Regions from separate parts of the Oryctolagus cuniculus genome. Here regions 2 and 3 are each linked to region 1. A link is a contact called in public Hi-C and Micro-C data. All regions are on one chromosome and are shown on one strand. The core of a region is the stretch at or near the end of the contact, and the rest is flanking DNA. Distances in the headings are between cores, read along the strand shown. Region 1 has its middle 67 kb from the start of TBX19. Region 2 has its middle 87 kb from the start of DPT. Region 3 has its middle 130 kb from the start of DPT.

Region 1 (4,597 bases), core at 629-3,128:
ACCCTCTAAGCCTCAGTTTCCCATTTACAACATGATAGTAATCATGTCAGCACACAGTGTTATAGAGAAGATAACATTAGACACCAGGCCTATATTTTTGGACCTTATGTTTTGTTGTTGTTGTTGTTGAAGATTTATTTATTTATTTGAATGTTGGAGTTACAGAGGCAGAGACAGAGAGAGAGAAGTCTTCCATCTCCCCAAATGGCTGCAACAGCCAGAGCTGTGCTGATCCGAAGCCAGGAGCCAGAAACTTCTTCTGGGTTTCCCACATGGGTGCAGGGGCCCAAGGACTTGGGCCATCTTCTACTGCTTTCCCAGGTCATAGCAGAGAGCCGGATCGGAAGTGGAGCAGCCAGGACTTTAAAGGCGCCCATATGGGATGCCGGCACTGCAGGTGGCAGCTTTACCCACTACACCACAGCCCTGGCCCTGGACCTTATGTTTTGTTTTGTTTTGTTTTTGACAGGCAGAGTGGACAGTGAGAGAGAGAGACAGAGAGAAAGGTCTTCCTTTGCTGTTGGTTCACCCTCCAATGGCCGCCGCGGCCGGCGCGCTGCAGCCGGCGCATCGCACTGATCCGATGGCAGGAGCCAGGTGCTTCTCCTGGTCTCCCATGGGGTGCAGGGCCCAAGCACTTGGGCCATCCTCCACTGCACTCCCTGGCCACAGCAGAGAGCTGGCCTGGAAGAGGGACAACCGGGACAGAATCCGGCGCCCCGACCGGGACTAGAACCCAGTGTGCCGGCGCCGCAAGGTGGAGGATTAGCCTAGTGAGCCGCGGCGCCGGCCTGGACCTTATGTTTTACATATTGATTTACTTAACACTCATTCTATCAGCCTCCTCATTCGCATGCCCTCTCGCAAACAGAAATCTGGGAGAAAGTGCGCCAATTCTGAACACTGAGAAAATGCAAAGTATGAGCAAACCATGCATAAACACACAGACTTACCAGGAAATCCTTTACATTGTGAGCAAAGGAGTTCATGAATTTTGGTGCATGGATGATGGTGAGCTGAAGAAGGAGGCACGTCTGGTGATTTATTTTTTTTTTTTTTTTTGAATGCCAGAAAGATGAGCTTCAGATGCACGGGTATGGATCAAACGCTCTGCTGAGCCTGGGCGGCAGGTGGATTTACTTCTTCCCATCACCCAGGCTTTGACGAGAAGACAGGCAGCACACATACCATGCCCCCCACCCAACATGGGTCCCAGGAAGAGAAGGGTGATGAAGCCCACTCAGAGCCACAAATGGCAAAATCAGGTTCCTCATCTCCATCAACTTACAGCTATCTACTACGCCTGAAATTCTTAGATGACCAAGAGGGGGACAAAAAAGGTACATGATAGAGTCTATCACCCTTCCTCTGATCCTGGCTCCCTCTCCACCGCCTTTTCAAAACTGCATTCGTTTTTGTTTATTTGAAAGGCAGAACAACAGAGAGGAAGCGAGGTTGGCAGAGGTCCTCCTTCAACCGGTCCACTATCCGTAGCCCTGCAACAACCAGGACTGGATGAGGCCAGAGACAGGCGCCAGGAGCTCCATCCAGGTCTCCCACCTGAGTGGCAGGGACCCCCATGCTGCAGGCATGGGTGCTGCTTCTCAGGGTGTGCACTAGTAGGCAGGTGGACCGGAAGTAGAGGCATCTCGACTTGCATCACAACACCGCCCCTCCATGGCCTTTTGTATAATCTCCTTCAAGTCTCAGGAGCTACACAAATAGCAACCAAGAAAGCCAAAAAAAAAAAAAAAAAAAAAAAAAAAAAAAAAAAAAAAAACCACTCATGCTCAACAAGATCTCTTTTAGCAAGCGTCCCAGCCTTGGCTTTTTAAAGGGCTTTGACAACACTAAAAATAAAATCCCGTTGAAGCAGCAGTGTCGGTGTGCCGCAGTGGGTTTGCTAAATTCTAAGAACCAGTTGGTCCCACGGGTGTTCTGTCTATAGAAACAGGCCTCTGGCGTTCTGCGCCTTGCAGATCATTCTTGCTCCCCCTGCCTTTTCCTTCCTGGTGGACACAGCAACGCCACAGGGCCGCCTTATGCCCGGGCGAGCAAGGTACTCTCGCCACAGGCTCTGCCTTGCACGCTCCTCCAGAACCAGCCCTTCCGGGTTAGCAAGCTTCTCCACCGGCCCCATCTTGACTTCCACCTGGGGTCCGGGTAGTAGCTACGAGATGCACCTTGATGCTGCAGGCCCTAGACGCATGGCTCGGAACCTCAGTATCACTAGGGCAAGCAGAGCCACCCCTCCACAGTCAAAAAGGTACCAGGAAACCGTCTCATTCCCGCCCCCGCGCAGCCAGGAGGGGGCCTCAGAAAACTACGAATCTCTGCCTCCCTGCACACAGTTCCCAAAATGGGACCTGCCGCAAGCTCTGAACGAAACAGTGCATGGCGGCCCCCTCAAAGCAGCTCCGCAGGGCAGGTGGGACGTGGGGACTGCCGTCTGGGTGCTTGCTTTGGGGTTGTGCTCGCGGCAGCTTCCGTCCTGACAGCGCTGCCGCTGCGGCGTGGCGCTCGCCCGGAAAGCTGATCTTGCACGGCGCAGCTCCTTCTCTAAAGGAAAAGCCGCAGGGTCGCCCCAGCCCACCAGACGCAGGGCTGAGCGCTGGGTGAGGCGGGCTCTGCCGCCACCTAGCGGCGAGCTCCGAGGGCGACAGGGACAGGAGGCCGGGCCCGCCGCACAGGCGTCCTGGGGCCGGGCCGCGCAGACCGGCGAGACCGACGAGACCGGCTGCATTGCGGCGGGCGTGGGTGGCTGCGCGGAGATCACGCACGGCCCAGCCAGAAAACCCGGGCCGCGGGGGTGCCCCACTTCTGCAGATCTTTCCTTTTCGGGAACCCCAGGGCGTGGTTTGCTGGGGCCCGGTGAGGAAGCTGTCTCTGGTGGACCTGTCAGTGCCCATCTGGGTCCTGCTAAACCCCTCTCGTCTCGCCAGGGAGGAGGACTTGCTGGCGGGATTTAATACGGCACAGTCTGGGAAGCCTTGCTAAGACATTATAGGCCAAAATAATTCAACGTGATCTTCTGTATATAAAGATCATTGAAAATGAATCTTAATGAATGGGATGGGAGAGGGAGTAGGAGGTGGGATGGGAGTGGGGGTGGGAGGGCGGGTTTGGGGGAAGAATCGCTGTAGTCCAAAATATGTACCTATGAAATTTATATTTATTAAATAAAAGCTTTCTTTAAAAAAAAAGTAACTCAACAGGCTTATCTGAAGCCCTGGAAATACGTTTTGTGTGTGTGTGTGTGTGTGTTTTTAGGTTGACCACAGAGATACAAGATGTGAAAACTTGGCTTAAAAGCAGTTGATCACCACAAAATACTGCCAATGAATCAAATGCATTGAAAAGAAAACGTGAAGATGATGATGACTATGACTATGATAATTTGTAATTTAACTTTGATGCATATAACATGTACTTGGTCTTGAATCCACCATACTGTAATTAAACAAGTATGTTTGATGTTTTCAAGTTGTGGTTGAGGAAACCTATATAATATCTAATAAGTATAGTTTCCAGTTGAAATATTGGGTTTTCTTCAATCAGATTAGTAGTGGTTTTTTCATCAGCCTTTAGGTATAAAAAATAAAGTTGTTGGGGACAACCCTGTGGTATAGCAGGTAAAGCCGCCACCTGCAGTGCCTGCATCCCATATGGGTGCCGGTTCAAGTCCCAGCTGCTCCACTTCTGATCCAGCTCTCTGCTATGGCCTGGGAAAGCACTGGAAGATGGTCCAAGGCCTTGGGCCCCTGCACCCACTTGGGATATCCAGAAGAAACTCCTAGCTTCTGGCTTCAGATCAGCACAGCTCCAGCCATTTGGGGAGTGAACTAGCGGATGGAAGCCCTATTTTTCTCCCTCTCCCTCTCCCTCTCCCTCTCCCTCTCCCTCTCTCTCTCTCTCTCCCTCTCCCTCTCCTTCTCTCTGTGTGTAACTCTGACTTTCAAATAAATAAATCTTTTTTTAAAAAAAAAAAAGTTGTTTATCTGGGAAAAAAAAGCTGATATGGGAAAACCTAGGCGTTTTAGTCACCCAATATGGCTGCCAAAAATGTCGCCACAGGCTTAGACAACACAGAGAGATGTGTGAGAGCAAGGAAGATGCAGGTTCTGCTGAATATGCAACGATGGTTTCACACGTGCCATGCTCACTCTATTCTGCCTGCTACAGCACAAAAGGAAAGAGAGCCAATCCCAATACAAGGTGCATCGGGCACTGCACATTCCATTCTGGCCAGTGATGGACAGTATATAAGACGTTGGTTCCCTGAGATTGTAGTGCCCTGGTGACGTTGCAGCTGTCTTGATTTGTACTAAGTACACTCCATGATGTTCCCACGATGACAAAATCACCTAGTGATGCATTTCTCAGGACTCTCGCCTGCCTTGGTGAAGCAATGCATAAGTGTATACAGCTGTCCCTCCCTTGGTGTCCATGGGGGATTGGTCCCTCAACACCCTTCCCCCAATACAAAAATCTTAGGGGTGCTCCTTACCCTCCTATGAGACAGCATAGAATTTATGCATAACTATGCACATTCTCCCATACACCATAAATCAAGATTATGTACAATACCTAATGCAAT
Region 2 (4,597 bases), core at 609-3,108, 470 kb before region 1:
TTTTAAAGTTTAATGACAGCTTAAAAGTTAAGATTTCTTCAGTATAGTTGATCTACTATTCATTGCATATATAATTGTACTATAGAAAGCTGTATAGTCGATGACTACACTGATAATATGGGTACATAGCATTGCTGAAGGTTATAATTCTAATGATACAGATGTCTTAACCACGTACATTTCCATTCACTACCCTCTCTTGCCAGCAGACTATCAAACAATTCAAGAATACTTTAAGAAATTAGTGGACACTTGAATTAAAAGATAAATTTATTTTGGTGTGAAATATTTTAAAACCCAAGCATGCTTTTTTTTTTTTTTTTTTTTTTTTTTGACAGACAGAGTGGACAGTGAGAGAGAGAGAGAGGCAGAGAGAAAGGTCTTCCTTTTGCCTTTGGTTCACCCTCCAAAGGCCGCCGTGGCCAGCACACTGCGGCCGGCGCACCGCGCTGATCCGATGGCAGGAGCCAGGTACTTATCCTGGTCTCCATGGGTTGCAGGGCCCAAGTACTTGGGCCATCCTCCACTGCACTCCCTGGCCACAGCAGAGAGCTGGCCTGGAAGAGGGGCAACCGGGACAGAATCTGGCACCCCGACGGGGACTAGAACCCGGTGTGCCGGCATCGCAAGGGGGAGGATTAGCCTAGTGAGCCTCAGTGTCTGCTCTGGCTCAATCTTTTTCTCATGCTTTTTCGTAATATGCATTTTCGCCAACTTTCTGAAGACCTCTTATATGTAAAATGTAAATTTGGCTACTTATTCTCCTGTTAAAATTCTTTAGTGGACTTCCATTGTTTAAACAGATCAAAGACTGAATTCCATCATTTAACCCTACCCTGGTGTTCAACCTCAACTCTTGCAAGGTCTGTTTCAATATTTATATGCCAGCAATACTGAGAGAATTATGTCTTGGCTGTATCTCATACTGGCTACACTTCTGTGCCCCTGCTCCTGTTCCCACCTCTCTGCAGCATCCTCACCATGTCACAAATCCATCCCATCCACTCTAGTGGCTCACTGCACCGGTGACATCTCCTGTAGGCTCTCCCGGACACTTCCCTTACTCCCTACTTCCCAAATTAGGTATGCCTCCTCGTGATTCTGTATTTCTGTCTTCATGGTTAATAATTACTTTTGAAAAGGTAATTGTGAAGCATCAGGTTATCTATCCACCTCACTTAATTATTGTGAGTTCCTTGAGAGAAGGATGATTTTATAGCAAGCGTAAGGACAGATATATTAGTATGAACTCAATAAAGGTTATTGAATTGATTAAATGAGTAATGGTCAAAGGAGTTAAATATGAAAAGTGTATAAAACAGTGCTTTGCATATACAAATGGCAAGAAATAAATGACTAAACTTGAAGTTATTCCCCCATTCTGTGTTCTTGTAACTGATAAGCATGATATTTCAATAGGAGTCATAGGGTAAATAGGTAGTCACCAGAATTTCACAGAGGAATTGGGGTAATTTTGATTTAGGCAGCTTTTATGAAGATTATTCAAGTGTGGGTAAATCTTATATTGGCCTTGCAGAGAGTCCTAGGCCTGAACTGCAGAAAAATCAGTCTCACCAAATAGTTTCATTGAAACTCTTTCAGTATACAAAGACAGTGATATACTGTTATTGCTTCAAGGCAGATCTTCTCAACACATAGGCATTCATCAAATCTTTTTTTTTTTTTAATTTGTGACAGATTTATGCCTGATACATCCACTAGGGGTCAAACTTTTAAACATGTCGCATTGCAATAATATTGCAGGCCTAAGGAAACAATTTCATTTCCTTCTGGGTTGTAGTACAAATTGCTGTTCTCTGTGCGTGGGTTGCATAGACAACCAGCCTCATATGTAATCTGGAGAGTAAGAATAAATTAAACTTTTCAAAGAGAGTGCTTTTCTCTTGGCCTATATCATTCCTCTGCTCTTACCAGAAATGGGTGAATTGCATTGGCAATTCAGACTATACCCATTTGTGGAATGGTTTATATAGATTGCCATCTGAAAGCAGCAGCTGGATGCAGTCTTTTCTAGTACTAATTTAATTTTTTCTATTTTATTTTTGTTACATATCTGTTGCATGATATAAATTCAGACATTTGCCATTCCTTTGCTTCATTTCCTCCCACCAGCTGCCATTCTAGGAGTATCACAAATTCTGGAATCCATTCTGTTTTCACTCCCACTCAATGCACAGTACATTGTTGACAAACTTGTTTCCCAGAAATGTCCATTAGTGGATTCACAAATTTCCACTTCCCCTTTAAACTACATTGTTAATTTATTAGGAAAAATGAATATTAATGTATCCATAGTATTTTATAACTGACAAAGTATTTTGCAAATATTGTCCTACCTGATCCTTGTACTATGCTGAGATAAATTGAGTAAGTGCACTAATCACTTTCCTATCAATAATGAATTATATTGCATTCATTTTATAATTAAAGAAACTAAGGCTTCAATATTTAGGTGACTTGCTCAAGTACATACAGGTGGGATGCAAAAGGACTAAAATCATCTTTGAGCTATGACACCTGCACTGTTAGACTCTTGAAATTAACTTACAATATCAGTCATTAAGATATCCTAAGAAATATTTTTCCACATGTATTTGTCTTCACAAATTGGTAGACTATCATGGAGAGGAGTTAAGGGAATAATTTGATACAATCACAACCTCTGGGGAAGTGAATGTTTGTAAACCAGTAAAACTGAATTGTTTTCTTATTGAAAATCTTAAGTACCAAAATATTATTATCATATTATCACACTGTTCTAAAGTAATTCTTATATAAAATGTATATAATTTATGACATTTTCTTATTTTCCAATTTTTATACAACAGAAAGCTAAAACATCACTGTCTCTCTGTTTCGAAGATAGGAAACAATTTTTCTTCATTTTCCTTTTTCTGTGTTCCTCTTTCATCTTATTCTCATGTCACTTCTCACTGCAAGTCATGGCTGACAGCATTTGTCATTTGTTTCTGCTTGACTACTGTCACCTTCCCTATGCCACATGCGGATTTCATCCTGCACAACTTCTTTTCAGGTCTACCTGATGCCAGGAGTCCCCTCTGCACATCATTATCAAATTGCTTCAAATTAGTGCCATAGAGAAAAATGTAAAAACATCCACAAGGGTATAGATGACACATATCCAGAGAAGCAAAAATAAGGAAAAGATCAGAACTCTCTCTAAATAATGCAATGCAATATAGAAAAGAGTATAACAAATATTAATGATACAAAATAAAAATAACACTAATATTGGGAGAGAAGTGGAGTACATTGTTCAAAGACTCATATGTGATACATGAAAAGGTATGCTATTACTTGTATGTGTACTTTGATAATTCAGGTATTTATGCTATCCAACCTAAAGAAACCATCTAAAAATAGCACATAGTTATAGATAATAAGTCAACAAAGGAGATGAAATGTGGTGAATTAAGATTAAACTCAGAAGTGGGAGTTTTTCACAGCTGTTAAGAAGTGACTTGGTAGGGCCGATGTTGTGGTGCATCAGGTTAAACCACCACCTGCAATGCCAACATCCCATATGAGCACTGATTCAGATCCCAATTGTTCCATTTGTTGAAATCATTTAGAGACTGAACCAGTGAATGGAAAACCAATAAGTCAATCTCTCCCTCTCTCATTCCCTTTCTGTCTGTAACTTTGCCTTTCAAATAAAGAAATAAAATTTTTTTTAAAAGTGATTTGGCACAGTATTCTGATTTGACAACTGCTTTATTTAGGACATGTACTGTGCATCTCGATTCCCTCCCAGCCGGGAGGGTTTCTGATGAGAACTGTGCTGTTAGTCTATTGGAGTTCCACAATTTTGTACCTGTGAGGTTTCATTTATAAATGAGGGTGAAATAAAGACTCTCCAAAACAAACAGAAGTTGGAAATTTGTCACCACTTGGCCAGTTGTACAAAAGGTATTTAAGTATGTGCTGCAAACAGAAACAGAAAAAGATAGCACCATGAAAGAATGTAAAGGTAGAAGATCTCCTAGTAAAAGTACAAAGGAGATCCAAAATAAACAATAAGAATATTTACAGAAAAATGGCAGCCAAGCCATCACTTATCAATAATAACCTTTAGTGTGAGAAGCCTAAATTCTCCAACTAAAAGACACAGAATGGCAGCATGTATCAAGAAAAGAAGACCCATCTATTTGCTGCCTACAAGAAACACACCTCACCACCAAAGATACATACAGACTAAAAGTGAAATGATGGAAAAAATAGTCCATGCTAATGAAAGCAAAAATAAGCAGGAATAGCTATCCTAATATGAGACAAAAGAGACTTTAACACACAAACTATTAAAAGGGACAAAGAAAGACATTATGTAATGATTAAGGAATCAATTCAATAGGAAGATGTGCCTATAATAAATGTATACGTAGCCAATGCTAGGCCACCCAGCAATTAAAACAAATGTCAATAGATCTAAAAGGAGGCATATGTTCCAATACAATAATGGGAGATGTCAACATCCTACTGTCAACTAGACAAAAATCAACAAAGAAACAGCAGAGCCAATCTACCGTATGAACCAAATGGTCCTAACTGATATCTA
Region 3 (4,597 bases), core at 817-3,316, 260 kb before region 1:
GCTCCCTACCAATGGCCTAGAAAAGCAGCAGAAGATGGCCCAGGTACTTGGGCCCCTGCCACCCATGTAGGAAAACCAGAAGCAGCTCCTGGTTCCTGGCTTCAGTCTGGCCCAGCCCCAGCCATTGCTGCCATATGGGGAGTGAATCAGCAGATGGAACATCTCTCTGTCTCTCCCTCCTTCTGTAACTCTTTCAAATAAATAAATTTTTATAAAAATATTAACTCCACATATTATACTTCAGTGAACCATAGACTACTAACCAGTTTTGCATCGTTTAACAAATTCATTGCTGCATTCCTGACTCTGTGTGTGGTACATGTGTTCTTGTTCTTCAAGTTTCCTCTGAACTCATTTCAGCATCTTACTCATTCCCTAACTAATTAATGGGTTAAGTAGAATTTTTCAGTTTTACTCATGTTCCATTTGTATGTGAGTCATGATTTTACTTTGTTGAAAATTGTACTTTAACTTTTTGATTTAATGTTGACAGCTATTAAATCATATTATTATTCACTATTATCTTTAATTTATATTTACTTAAAAGTGGAAAAAGAAGATAAACTTACCTATCTATATTATGTTTCCTGCTTTAAGCAAGGGAAGGAGGTTTTTACATATATTCTTATTTATCTTTCAGTTAGTTTTATGTATGTTGCCTGACTTACATCTCATGGAATATTTGTGATACAACTATTCCTGCTGTCATCAGAAAATACTCTATGCATTAACATATTAATTTCTTCATTAAAGCAGATTCATGAGCTAGGTGCTATTATTATCCTCATTTTCCAGAAGATTAAATTGAGGCACTGAAAGGTTAAGACATTTACCCAAACCACATAGTAAGTGACAGATTCTACATTCAAGCCCAGGCAGTTTAACTCCAGGGCCCACAGTCTTAACCGCTTTTCACTTAAGTCCTGCTTCACAGATGAGACAAGTGATGGCTGAGTGAAGTCATTTGCCCAGTATCACAAAGCATGCAGGTAGCAGTGTCAAGATCTAAAACCCAGATCTGTCTGATGTTAAAGGAAAGCTTTCTCTGCCAGATCAAGAAGGGAATATACTGACGTTGGGAAGAGGTGGAGATATACCTATAGCCTTTGCCCTACAGAAAACCCCATCAGATATGCAGAGACCAGACAAGATAATCCACACTGTGTTCCTCCAAAGCAGAAAATCAGCTGGAAGGAAAGAGGTGCTGGGCATCCGAGCCTAGAGAAATAAAGCAGACAGTCCTGCACATGTCCCTTAAGGTGTTCAGTGGGAAGCTTTCTTTATCTGGGCCTTTGTCCTATTTCTGCAAGCCTCAGAGAGCAGCCACATGCCCTGAAGGACCAAGCCCAGTTCTTGAAGCACAATAAGCTTCAATGAATATTGCAGGGCTGCAACTGCGCACTTACATGGGCAGGCTGCCGCAGGATGGAGGTGCGCACTCAGTGAACTCCTGAGCATCCCCAACCCCACGATTCCGGCAGCCCATGGAAGCAGAGCTGATAACTACCAGGGGCTGGCATGGCAGCCATAGGCTGGGGTTTGGAGATGTTCAATGAGGGAGGAGTCTGGCTGAGATTGTAAACAAGAAAGGATTTGGGGGAGAGGAAGGAATGGCCTAAGCAAACAGAAAAGAACTCCATAGAGAGAAACTGTCCAACTAATTAGTTAAGGGGCCTGAGACTTGAATCCCTGCCCCCTCCAATTCAGCTGCAAGGTCTCTGGCCTCGGGCCCCAGTCCCTGTTCCTTTAGCAACCTCCCACACTGGATACCCTACCCATTGTAACCCACAAGCCCCAGTTAGGCAGCTCTCCCTGCCAACCCCATCCCCGCCCTCTGAGTACTGCCAAATTAGGGCTTTGCATCCCAGCACCACCCTTGGAAGCTCGGAAACTCTTTCCTCCATCGCTGGGCTCCCCGAGGCCTCTGCATTGCGGCACGACAGCCCTGCACCTCCGCAAGCCAGGAGTAGCACACTGCCCTCCACGCTCGCATCTGCACAGCACTGCACTGCGGCGCCGCCAGCCCGCGCGTCTCGGGGTTCTCAACGCAGCGCCGCTGTTCGCAGCTTATGTAAGCCCGATGCGCACGTGCTGTGAATTCATCTTCTCCCTGGGTGAACCTCGCGGGCAGACAGTGAAAGCTGAAAAGCTGCTAGGCTCTCCCCCTCCTGGAGCTGTCAGATAGTCACGCCCTGCAACAACAAATCCGGCGCAGTAAATACTAGGTGACAGATCAGAGAGGCAGCCGATCTAACCGTGGACAGCGAATTCTTTGTCCTAAAAGAGATGGGGACAGTGCGGGAAGGAGGCTTTGACCTCTGCTGGCAGGCGCCTCACCAGCCTGCTGCAGAGGCCAGCCAACCAAAGTCATCAAAACCTACTTCATCAAGAGAAAGGAAGAACAAACTGGTTTGTGCTGAATCTTCTCGGCTACCTCACTTCACAGAATGACCTTGTAGGTAATTGCTCCCTGCCTGATAGGTAATTGCTCCCTGCCTGACTGTACTAGAATATTCTACGCTCAAAATAGTAACAATCTGATGGGTTAGTCCCTGTTTCTTGCGAGTAGTGACAGTGAGTAGCACCAACAACTCCTCCTCTTACCTCTGCCAGCCATACCACCTTCTTGAGTTTTCCTTGTCCTGCAGACCAAAAGTCATTGAACCCAGTACCCAATCCCTCTGCCTTTGTTCAATGTAGATCAAGTCACAAAGTGCCTTTCTAGTGCAGGCAAAGCATTTTGTAGGGTCTGATGCATTACCCCTAAGAGGCAGAGAAAAGGAATTCCTTCTAATCAGCACAAACATGCCTTGGAAGTCCCCACGGTCCTCCGCCCAGTGCTACCTCCTGGGATTCCTATTTGCTGTGATGAATCTCTCACTCCACCCCCCAGCAGAATCAATTTTTTAAAAAAATACTAAATGTAAAATTGAAAGAGCTATGGATTCAGGGAGAAGAGCTGGTGTAGGAAATTGGGGTTGGGGTCAGAATTGTGGCACAGGGAGTTTAGCTGCTGCCTGGGTTGCAGGTATCTCATATGAGAGCCAGTGGTTTGAGTCTTAGCTCTTGTTGCAGTTCTGAACCAGCTTCCTGCTAATGGGACTGGGACATCAGTTGAACATGATCCTGGTACTTGGGCCACTGCCACTCACACAGCAGATGCGGATGGAGTTCCAGGCTCCTGGCTTCAGCCTGACACAGCCCTGACTGTTAAGGGTATTTGGCACATGAACCAGCAGATGAAAGGTCTCTGTCTCTCTCTCTTTCTCTCTCTCTTTCCCCCTCTCTCTCACTCTGTGTGTGTGTGTGTGTGTGTGTGTAATCTGCCTTTCAAATAAATAAATAAATCTTTTTCTCAAAAAGAAGAAAACTGGGGTCATGACAGGGTGACAAACCACCCCTTTTTGCCCTGGATTAGGAAAGGACCTCGGATTTTTAGCTTGGAAAAGTCTTCGGCAGACTGGGGCAAGTTGGTAACTTAATTCAGTACAGGGGAAGTGCAGCAGGGTTGTTTCTTGGGGATTGAACTTGGACTGAAAAGGATTTTTTTTTCCTTTCTAAAGTGCATAAGAGAACATTTGCTCCCTAAAGAGTGGATTAGGAAAAGGACAATTATTCACGAACATTTTATGAGCTTGATTAATAGAAGTTGATGGGGAATATAAACAAGACAGAATTCTGGGAGAAAGCATCAAGAAATCTCATGGACTAATAATGTTCAGAACATTTAATCTTCAGCTATGTCTTGTTTATGCCAGTTGTAATGGCATAAGCCATAAAAAAGGCCTCTGTGTCCAGGATGGCACTCACTCCACCTCACTCCACCCTGACTGCCTCCACCCCCCTCCCCTGACACTTAGAATAGTAGCAGCAGTCTACTGCCTGGTATTCACTGGGCATTGAACATGGGGCTGTTGGAAGCCCTCAGCAGCAACACAGTGGGAAGAGTTTGGCCTAGAAGTCAGGACACCTGAGTTCTATTTCCATCTTTGCTCCCTCTGACTGTATGACTCCGAACCAGCACTTAATTTCCCTCCACTGGAAAGTGTAGAAAACGATCCCTACCTTGCTTCTTCTCTCCACAGTTGGGAGAATTAAAAGAGGAATAATTGGTTTCCACTGAGTTTCAGTGACCTGCACCCTGATCAACAGTTCCCAGGATGACTCATCTTTTGCCCCAGCTTTGGGAATCATTGGATCTACTCTAGATAAATAATTGATTTTTGGCATATCTTGGGCAACTTCATCTTCTTGAACAGAGTAGCTTGAACTCTGAAGGTATAAATTAAATTTCTTCCCAAGCCTAATTAGGCTAAATTTATACACTCTTAACTACTCAGTCAGATTTTCAAGTACCCAATGTAGAGGTGCGGTGTAGGCTAACCCTAACCAATGTCTAAAGAGCCATGGCAGGCCGGCACCGCAGCTCACTAGGTTAATCCTCCACCTGCGGTGCCGGCACACCGGGTTCTGTCCCGGTTGCCCCTCTTCCAGTCCAGCTCTCTGCTGTGGCCCGGGAGTGCTGTGGAGGATGGCCCAAGTGCTTGGGCCCTGCACCCGCAAGGGAGACCAGGATAAACGCCTGGCTCCTGGCTAT

Evidence for each region. A called contact is a pair of places that touch in the nucleus more often than the background predicts.
Region 2: a contact with region 1 is called in a Micro-C map of ear pinna, with 6 times the contacts expected there. The contact joins two enhancer-like sites. A contact is called at or near these places in 5 of 6 Hi-C or Micro-C datasets (ear pinna, embryonic fibroblasts, psoas muscle and 2 more).
Region 3: a Hi-C map of embryonic fibroblasts shows a contact between it and region 1, with 4 times the contacts expected there. The contact joins two enhancer-like sites. A contact is called at or near these places in 2 of 6 Hi-C or Micro-C datasets (embryonic fibroblasts and skin fibroblasts).

Annotation. Positions count from the first base shown.
Region 1 is chr7:30,398,108-30,402,704 of mOryCun1.1, forward strand. No RefSeq gene overlaps it. Among named protein-coding and RNA genes, the nearest start is that of TBX19, 67 kb to the right of the region's middle. Within about 2 kb of position 1,879, at least 3 of the 8 cell types and tissues checked have an H3K27ac peak or open chromatin away from gene starts, as enhancers often do.
Region 2 is chr7:29,928,878-29,933,474 of mOryCun1.1, forward strand. No RefSeq gene overlaps it. Among named protein-coding and RNA genes, the nearest start is that of DPT, 87 kb to the right of the region's middle. Within about 2 kb of position 1,859, at least 1 of the 8 cell types and tissues checked has an H3K27ac peak or open chromatin away from gene starts, as enhancers often do.
Region 3 is chr7:30,141,170-30,145,766 of mOryCun1.1, forward strand. No RefSeq gene overlaps it. Among named protein-coding and RNA genes, the nearest start is that of DPT, 130 kb to the left of the region's middle. Within about 2 kb of position 2,067, at least 2 of the 8 cell types and tissues checked have an H3K27ac peak or open chromatin away from gene starts, as enhancers often do.